Regions from separate parts of the Mus musculus genome. Here region 2 is linked to region 1. Evidence: chromatin contacts called from public Micro-C data. All regions are on one chromosome and are shown on one strand. The core of a region is the stretch at or near the end of the contact, and the rest is flanking DNA. Distances in the headings are between cores, read along the strand shown. Region 1 holds the start of Nog (noggin). Region 2 overlaps Ankfn1 (ankyrin-repeat and fibronectin type III domain containing 1).

Evidence for each region. A called contact is a pair of places that touch in the nucleus more often than the background predicts.
Region 2: a contact with region 1 is called in a Micro-C map of embryonic fibroblasts, with 5 times the contacts expected there. The contact joins the enhancer-like site here to the promoter of Nog in region 1. A contact is called at or near these places in 2 of 484 Hi-C or Micro-C datasets (embryonic fibroblasts and myocytes) and 2 of 115 datasets of contacts at active chromatin or transcription factors (embryonic forebrain and neural tube).

What each region holds. Positions count from the first base shown.
Region 1 is chr11:89,300,162-89,304,247 of GRCm38.p6, reverse strand. It overlaps Nog (noggin), which reads left to right and starts at 1,689. Exons shown (of 1, transcript NM_008711.2): 1 at 1,689-3,610. The coding sequence starts at 2,228. The coding sequence ends at 2,926.
Region 2 is chr11:89,670,410-89,674,552 of GRCm38.p6, reverse strand. The region is part of intron 1 of Ankfn1 (ankyrin-repeat and fibronectin type III domain containing 1); the gene reads left to right. Among named protein-coding and RNA genes, the nearest start is that of Ankfn1, 24 kb to the left of the region's middle. Within about 2 kb of position 1,937, at least 10 of the 459 cell types and tissues checked have an H3K27ac peak or open chromatin away from gene starts, as enhancers often do. A contact at or near this core is called in embryonic fibroblasts, where this site is marked.

The DNA.
Region 1 (4,086 bases), core at 440-2,939:
CCAGATATCTCTCCTCCACCCCTATCCAGATGGGATCACGTCACCATCATAAAGGACTCTGAGCTCGGTCTTGACCCAGCTCTTCCTCCAAAGGAAAACAGTTCCCATTTCTCATCAAAGGGTTTATTCCTTCTTTTCAATAAGCAGTGTCCCTTTGCTGGGCTGAATTTGGATTAGTGACCTAACTCAGTTGTTAGAACTATAAGATGGTTGGGGGGGGGGGGGAACTTAGGTCACTAATCCAAAAACTAAAGTTTAGAGTGCCACCCAAGCGACTTACCCAAGGTCTACATAGATGTGCCAGAGTGGACAGCATCCAGAACTAGGGTACCTTATTTCTAGTATACATTTCCTTTTCTAGTCACCACTCTCTGCCCACTGAGGCTGTTTGCCCCAGCCAGATGATGCAAACCTGTGTACTTGTGAAATCGAAGTACCTTGGAGGAAAATCTCAGGATCTTTGTTTACACTAAGTCTGGAGATCTATGAGAAAGCATTCAAAAGCATAAAGTGCCTGTCAGTGTGTAAATATGGCACAGATGCGCACACACACACACACACACACACACCAGCCAGAACTAAATGCAGGGATCACAAAGGGCCAGCAGAGGGCGCGCCGCCCCCAGGGAGGTGAGAGCTAGTTGTACCAAGCAGCGAAGATTAGGAGAGCCACAGGCTAGGAGGATGTACCTCTATCTCCCCGCCACTCACCCGGTAGGACTAGGCGAAGGAGGAGGGTGAGAAGACCCCCGACTCCCCGCTTCGTGGATCTGAGGGGCAGAGAAGGGGTGCTACCTAGAAATTACATCACGCTGCGCAACGCTGCGGCTCTTGGTGTGTGTGTGTGTGTGTGTGTGTGTGTGTGTGTGTGTGTGTGTGTGTGTGTGTGTGTGTGTTGGGGGGAGGGGACTTACCCCAAGCCCGAGAGAGAGAGAGAGAGAGAGAGAGAGAGAGAGAGAGAGAGAGAGAGAGAGAGAGAGAGAGAGAGTGTAAAAAAGACACGCACCCGGGAAAATGCTCCATGCACATGGAGAAATTTCTTGCTAGGAACTGCACTGGAAACCGGGCCCCCGGCATCTCCCTGCTGCTCCCCTCCCGGTACAAATCACTCAGCTAGTGAGAGTCCCCCAGCCCCACCTCGACAACCCCACACCCCTCAACTCCAGCCCTGCACCCTCCAGCCTGGCTCCAGCGCCGCCACGAGCTTTCCCCGGGACTGGCCCTGGCGGGGCGCCTAGAGCCCCATTGCATTGCTCCAGGAGAAAGGAGGGGGGCGGTGCATTTTGTAGGAGGAGGAGAACCGGGGCGGGGGTTGGGGGGGGGAGAGAAAATTGCGCGGAGACCTGCCAAGCGCCACCGCCGCCGCCGCCACCGCCGCTGCCGCGCCGCCGCCGCCTGTGAGCTCCGGCGGGCAGCCTGACTGTCGGCTTCCCGGGGCATCTGGGTCCGGCGGGGCACAGTCCTGGGCGCTGCCGGAGCCGCCGCCGCCGCCGCCGCCGCGGCGACCAGTGCAGTCGCTTTCCCCCCGAGCCCGTGCGTCTCCGGCTCCTCGCGGGTGGAGGAGTTGGGGGTGGGGTTGTTGTTTGGGGGGAAGAAGGGGGAGGGGGCAACGCGGAGAGAGAGTCAGTGGTTTCCATGGTGATGGAGCTGAAAGTGCAGGAAATTTAAAGGCTTGGACCCTGCGAGACAGACAAACCGGTGCCAACGTGCGCGGACGCCGCCGCCGCCACCGCCGCCACCGCCGCTGGAGTCCGCCGGGCAGAGCCGGCTGCGCTGCCCGGAGCAGGCAGAGAGAAGTGGCCCAGGACCCGCTCTACCGGAGGCTCCGCACAGAGAAACAAGACGCCGAGCGACCGGAGGAGGAGGAGGGAAAAGGCTCGTCCACGCGCCCTGCGCCGCCGGCAGCCCGGGAGAACAGCGAGGAGCCGGCGCCCCCAGCGCCCCACGGTCGCGCTGGAGTAATCTCGGATGCCCGACCGCGGCCGCCTTCCCAAGTAGAGCGGCGGGGGGGAATTGCGACCAACTCGTGCGCGTCTTCTGCGCCGCGGCGGGAGCCGGCGCTGCGCGAACGGCTCTCCTCGCGGCTCATGCTGCCTGCCCTGCGCCTGCTCAGCCTCGGGTGAGCCACCTCCGGAGGGACCGGGGAGCACGGCAGCGCCGCGGACTCGGCGTGCTCTCCTCCGGGGACGCGGGACGAAGAGGCAGCCCCGGGGCGCGCGCGGGAGGCATGGAGCGCTGCCCCAGCCTGGGGGTCACCCTCTACGCCCTGGTGGTGGTCCTGGGGCTGCGGGCAGCACCAGCCGGCGGCCAGCACTATCTACACATCCGCCCAGCACCCAGCGACAACCTGCCCCTGGTGGACCTCATCGAACATCCAGACCCTATCTTTGACCCTAAGGAGAAGGATCTGAACGAGACGCTGCTGCGCTCGCTGCTCGGGGGCCACTACGACCCGGGCTTTATGGCTACTTCGCCCCCTGAGGACCGACCCGGAGGGGGCGGGGGACCGGCTGGAGGTGCCGAGGACCTGGCGGAGCTGGACCAGCTGCTGCGGCAGCGGCCGTCGGGGGCCATGCCGAGCGAGATCAAAGGGCTGGAGTTCTCCGAGGGCTTGGCCCAAGGCAAGAAACAGCGCCTGAGCAAGAAGCTGAGGAGGAAGTTACAGATGTGGCTGTGGTCACAGACCTTCTGCCCGGTGCTGTACGCGTGGAATGACCTAGGCAGCCGCTTTTGGCCACGCTACGTGAAGGTGGGCAGCTGCTTCAGCAAGCGCTCCTGCTCTGTGCCCGAGGGCATGGTGTGTAAGCCATCCAAGTCTGTGCACCTCACGGTGCTGCGGTGGCGCTGTCAGCGGCGCGGGGGTCAGCGCTGCGGCTGGATTCCCATCCAGTACCCCATCATTTCCGAGTGTAAGTGTTCCTGCTAGAACTCGGGGGGGCCCCCTGCCCGCGCCCAGACACTTGATGGATCCCCACCAACGCCCCCCCTACCCCCACCACCTCCAACCAGTTTCACCACCCTCTAGCGAGGGTTTTCAATGAACTTTTTTTCTTCTTGGCTACAGAGACCTGGCTTTCTGGTTCCTGTAATGCACTGTTTAACTGTGTAGGAATGTATATGTGTGTGTATATACGGTCCCAGTTTTAATTTACTTATTAAAAGGTCAGTATTATACGTCAAAAGTTACCCGGCTTCTACTGTATTTTAAAAAGGCAAGCAAAAGGAAAAAAGAGCAGAGAAAAGAGAGACTTATTCTGGTTGTTGGTAATAATGTTAACCTGCTATTTATATCCCAGTACCCTTCGCATGGCGAAGCAGGGGGGAAAAGTTATTTTTTCTTAAAAGTACAAAGAGAGGGGGAACTTTTGTAGAAGGACTTTTTTTTTAAAAAAAAGCTATTTTCCATTCTTCGGAAAGTGTTTTGATTTTCCTTAGACCTCGAAGAAGTTATAGAGTTCAATGTTATTTTACAGTTATTGTAAATATAGAGAACAAATGGAATGACTAATCATTGTAAATTAAGAGTATCTGCTATTTATTCTTTATAATATCCCGTGTAGTAAATAAGGAAGAAGTGCAGAACAGGATTAAAGAAAACCACTAAAACCGACTGGGCTCTACACTGTGATTCACTTGTGTTGGTGATTGATGGGGGGGTGGGTGTCGCCGAGCTTACTACGCCTATTGGGAGACATGCTCATCCGTTCGTACTCCCCCCCCCCTTGTGGGGTGATGAAGGTGACTGTAAAATTTTCAGTGTGTGTGCCGGGGCGGGGGGGGGGGGGTGTTATTCTCAAACCCCATCTTTTAAGTATCATGTGGCTTTCTGCAGAGTCTCCAAGGGTACCCTCCCCGGTGACACGAAAGCTCAGGCCTATAGTGACCTCGACACCCAGCCGGCCCCCTGGAGCTGACCCCGGGCTGGGCCGATGAGGGCGGGAGGGAGGGGGCGGCTGCTTTGTCCAGGCTGACAGGCCCTTCACAATGGGGACACGTGTCTTTCACACCTTCCCTGGGGGCGGAGTGCCGCTGAAACTTGACCCCCGAGGAATGGGGGGGGGTGTCAGAGCGCGCCCACCCAGATCC
Region 2 (4,143 bases), core at 688-3,187, 370 kb before region 1:
TGTAATTCCTTAATGAGTGGATAGAGTCAGCACATTCCTATTCCAAGATAGTTGAACTGGAAGAGGGGGCAGGAGCTGAAATTGGCTTCCAGACCTCCTAAACCCATGATCATTGAAGAAGACTGTCTGTAGCATCTTTGGCTAGACACTTTGTATTGCCCTTCCTTGTGAGCCTCCCTGTGCCCTTGGGATGACCTTTCCCCACCTCAGCATCACTAGGATTTGTGGATGCTTCCTGCCATGTGGATCAGCTGTTGGTGCCTGTTAAGGATCCTATAATTAGAGCCCAAGGGCTACAGCTCTTGGTTAGCATTTTGACTAAACAAGGCTCTGGGGATCCTTCCTGCCCAGTTCATCTCACATCCAGTCATTTACTCTCAAATCAGAAGAAAGTGAACAAAGGTTCAGTCCCTAATAGTCTCCCCTCCCACCTCCATCTTTCCCCTCCACTGACTGCAGTCAGAGTTTGAAAGCCAAACTCAACCCTAGAGAATTGGCAGGGGCCAGGAGGGAGGGGCTTAACTCGGGTCAAAAGGAATCTGCAAGCAAGCACACTATAGAGAACCTCCTTTAATTTCATTAGGTGGATGGGGCAAGGGGTTTGATTCTTTCTCTGTGTTACATGGGAGGAAGATAATTTCCTTTCTGAGCTACTATTTCTCTTCTTCTACCCCAATGAGCCCACTCACCTTCTGAGGTAAAGAGTAATAAAATGAAAAGTATGTCTCCATGTGTATTCACCAGCATTAAGACCTGGATTCCTTTCTCCTTCTACAATTGTCTAAGGAAAAACCGGAAGCTCTCATGGTGTCTGCACAGCTTTAGCCAGAAACACAGCTAGATATGAAAATATATGTTCTATGTTTGGAGGGGCCCCTTGGTACTTCTTTTATTCAGTCTAGAAGAAGTTTCTAAAGATTAAACAAGTGTGTGTGTGCGTGTGCGTGTGTGTGTGTGTGTGTGTGTGTGTGTGTGTGTGTGTGTGTGTGTGTGTGTAATGACTCTAGCTGATATGAGTGGTGACTGGCACTGTTTGGGTTATTCACAAGACACACTGCAGCAAGGACAAATGAGAAATGTCTCAGCTCAGTGACTGAGAGCCAGAGTAGCCAGTAACTATGAGGGGTACCACCCAGATCACCACCTCCCTTCCCAGAGTCCATTCCTTCTGCACCAGCCCATCCTGTCTCACTGCGGGAGACTATGCTGTCCTGGCTATAAAAATTGCCAACCCCTTGCTGTTCAGTTATCAACCAGTGGCTATCTCTGTCACAGTGGGTAGGAGTGGACAAACCAACCTTTCTTTTTGCTAACAGGGAATGCTTAAAGAAAGCAGGCAGCCAACTTTGTTGGATGTAGCCACAGCTTACACACTACACCTCAGACAACTAGAGATGGATTAATAGCCTATTATTAGGTGGTGGAGAGAGGGAAAGAAGGGAAGAAGGCAGGAGAGGCAGAAACAATCAAATAATTTCTTATGATTTTTAAATTGAAATCCATTTATTTGACTTTTACAGAGAGACATAAAGAAAGTTAGGGATGGTTTGTCCCTCATCATCCTATATGTTCATGGCAAGGAGTGAGGACGTCTCTTTAGTGACTACCATTATATCCATTCTTACACTGCTCTCTTTCTTTCCCTCCCTCCTTCTCTCTACCCATCCCTTTCTTCCCCCTCCCCTCTCCCCCTTTCTTGTGTGTGTGTGTGCACGTGCATGCATGTGCACATGTGAGTGTGTAAATTATGTAAATCCATGTGATTGGCTGAGGAGTGGTTAAGGAGGCTTGCTCAGGAATGTGCGGCTGAGGGAGGGGAGGGGAGAATGGGGTCCACTTGTTTCACTTGTTTTCATGTCAGGTTTTGCTAGCCAGCTGGAGAGAGGGGAAAGAAGAGCTTAAAACCCTGGTAGAGAATTTTTCCCTTGGTCTGAACATTGTTTAAATTCCTGAAGTGGGTGATCCCTGTAATAAATACTTTGGACTTTGTGAGACAGATGTATTTACTACTCAAGTTTAAAGTTTGGATTTGATGGCTATGAGCTTGGGAATTCATGAGATTGGGGTGTGTGTGTGTGTGTGTGTGTGTGTGTGTGTGTGTGTGTGTGTGTGTGTGTGTGTGTGATGTTGGTTCCCAGTCTGCGTGCTCGAGGACTTACAAGAATTCCATTTATAGCAAAGCAAATTTCTCTCCCCATTTCCTGTGGTTGCTTCGTCAAGGCTGGGCCTCACCCTGTGTTTTGGATGTCATTGGCCTAGAAGATGTTAGATGAGAGAAGGAGGAAACTGGAGCCTAGGTGTTCTTACTCACTTGTATGTGAGTGAAATGTTGTACCAGGTCACTTGGTATGAATGAAGGAAAACAATGAAGTAAAGGAGCAGCCATAGAAGCAAATACCTCCAAATGCCTAGAGGAAGAGTGTTGTGGGAAATATTAAAAAGGAATATCCATATCCTACACTAGCCGGGCACCGAACATGAGGGCTGCATGGCTCCAATGGGGTGTTGTCAACTCATCAGTATCTCTGGCCTGAAGCTCTTAAAATGTCTGTACCAACTCGCTAAGTTCCCTTGATGGGTCGCTGCCATGCCAGCCCCAATGCAATGACCACTCACCTTGAGGTTAGCTATCACAATTCCCAGTAACTGGGTAAAATCAAAACTCTAGAAGCTTATAATTAATCACACAATAACTTCAGAGCCAGTTGATAATGATCCAAGCTGCCCACCTAGATTAGACAAGTTATTTTATCCCTGTATGATATTATATCTATGTGTGGCTATTTAAAGCCACATTGAATCTGAGTCATCCTGTCCTCCTCCATCTTTCTTCCCCCTTCCTCTCTCCAGAGTCCTTCCCTGTCTCTGCAACCCTTAGCTCCGCCTCCCTTTTCTCTGTCCAATCACAGGCCTCCTCCTGCATTAATATTTAAATTAATTGGACAGGGATAATCCTGTCACAGAAGAGCCAGAAAGATATGAGCATATAGTCCATGTTGTATATTCTATCTACATTTTGTGTCAGGCAGCCATTATGTATTTATTGTAAAAGAAGATTGTATCATTTGAAGTATGGGCTCTTTCAGGACCCAGAATCTCTTGGTCAGGTTAGAACATGGTATAGTCCTCTAAATACTACTGTATCAGCCCTGCTTGAGAAAACAAGGGACCCAGGTTATGAACAGGAAACACACTGGAGCTGTGCTGCCTGTGAGCCACCATTGCCTTCTGGGTTGTCAGAAGTGTTGTTTGTGCACATAGAGCCAAGGCCAGAATGGCCACTCTCTTCTATGGGTGTCAGCATCACTCCACACTGATGGAAAGAGGGGGTAAGTGACTGGTCACTATAGACCTCACTCAACAGTTTAGGTTTGGTTTTCCAAAGACAGTCTGCACCAAGCTGAGTGACGTGGCCATGCCTGATGGGGTCCCATGCTCTAGGGGACTCAGTCACAGGCCACTGTGTGCACAGTGCCTGCTGACACCCATTAACCCAGATAGTATTTCTGTTTTCCAGTATGGGAGTGATTTCGCTCTCAGTGTTAAACAGTGTTAGGTACGAGATGGAGCATCGTCTCACTTCGGCCTTGAGCAGAGTACTCAGAGCCGGCACCAAGAGCAGCCTGGAGATGCCTGGCCCATCAGTCCTGTAAAAGGTTGCAAGGGGGCAGGCTAGGTTTTATAATCCACTTGTGGCAGATTTACTACTTTGAGCTAATGTGTAAATTGGCATATAAGAGACTCCATCATTCTACCTAGATCACTCTCTGGAACCAGGAAGCGCCTCATAATAAATAACCAATCTAGCATTTGTTTGAGAAAAACTTGCATTGTATAGGCTAAAGCCCGTGATGCTTACAGCAGTAGGAATAACTATGTAAAAATATACTATTTTAAGCCAATGCTTTAATTTTAATTTATGTGCTGTAGCTTCTAGGGCCGTTTTTGTTTTTGTTTTTGTTTTTGTTTTGCATTGTATGCTTTATTTCTGTTGCTATTTTTGTTTTTGAGATCCTGAAAATTTTTTCTTTAGTATATCACTAATAAATACATGTTACTTCCAGCATTTTCTTGCAAGGCTTGTAATTTCCACTAGGACTTTATTATCCTTTATGGAAAGTCACAGTGGGCTTGATCATAAAT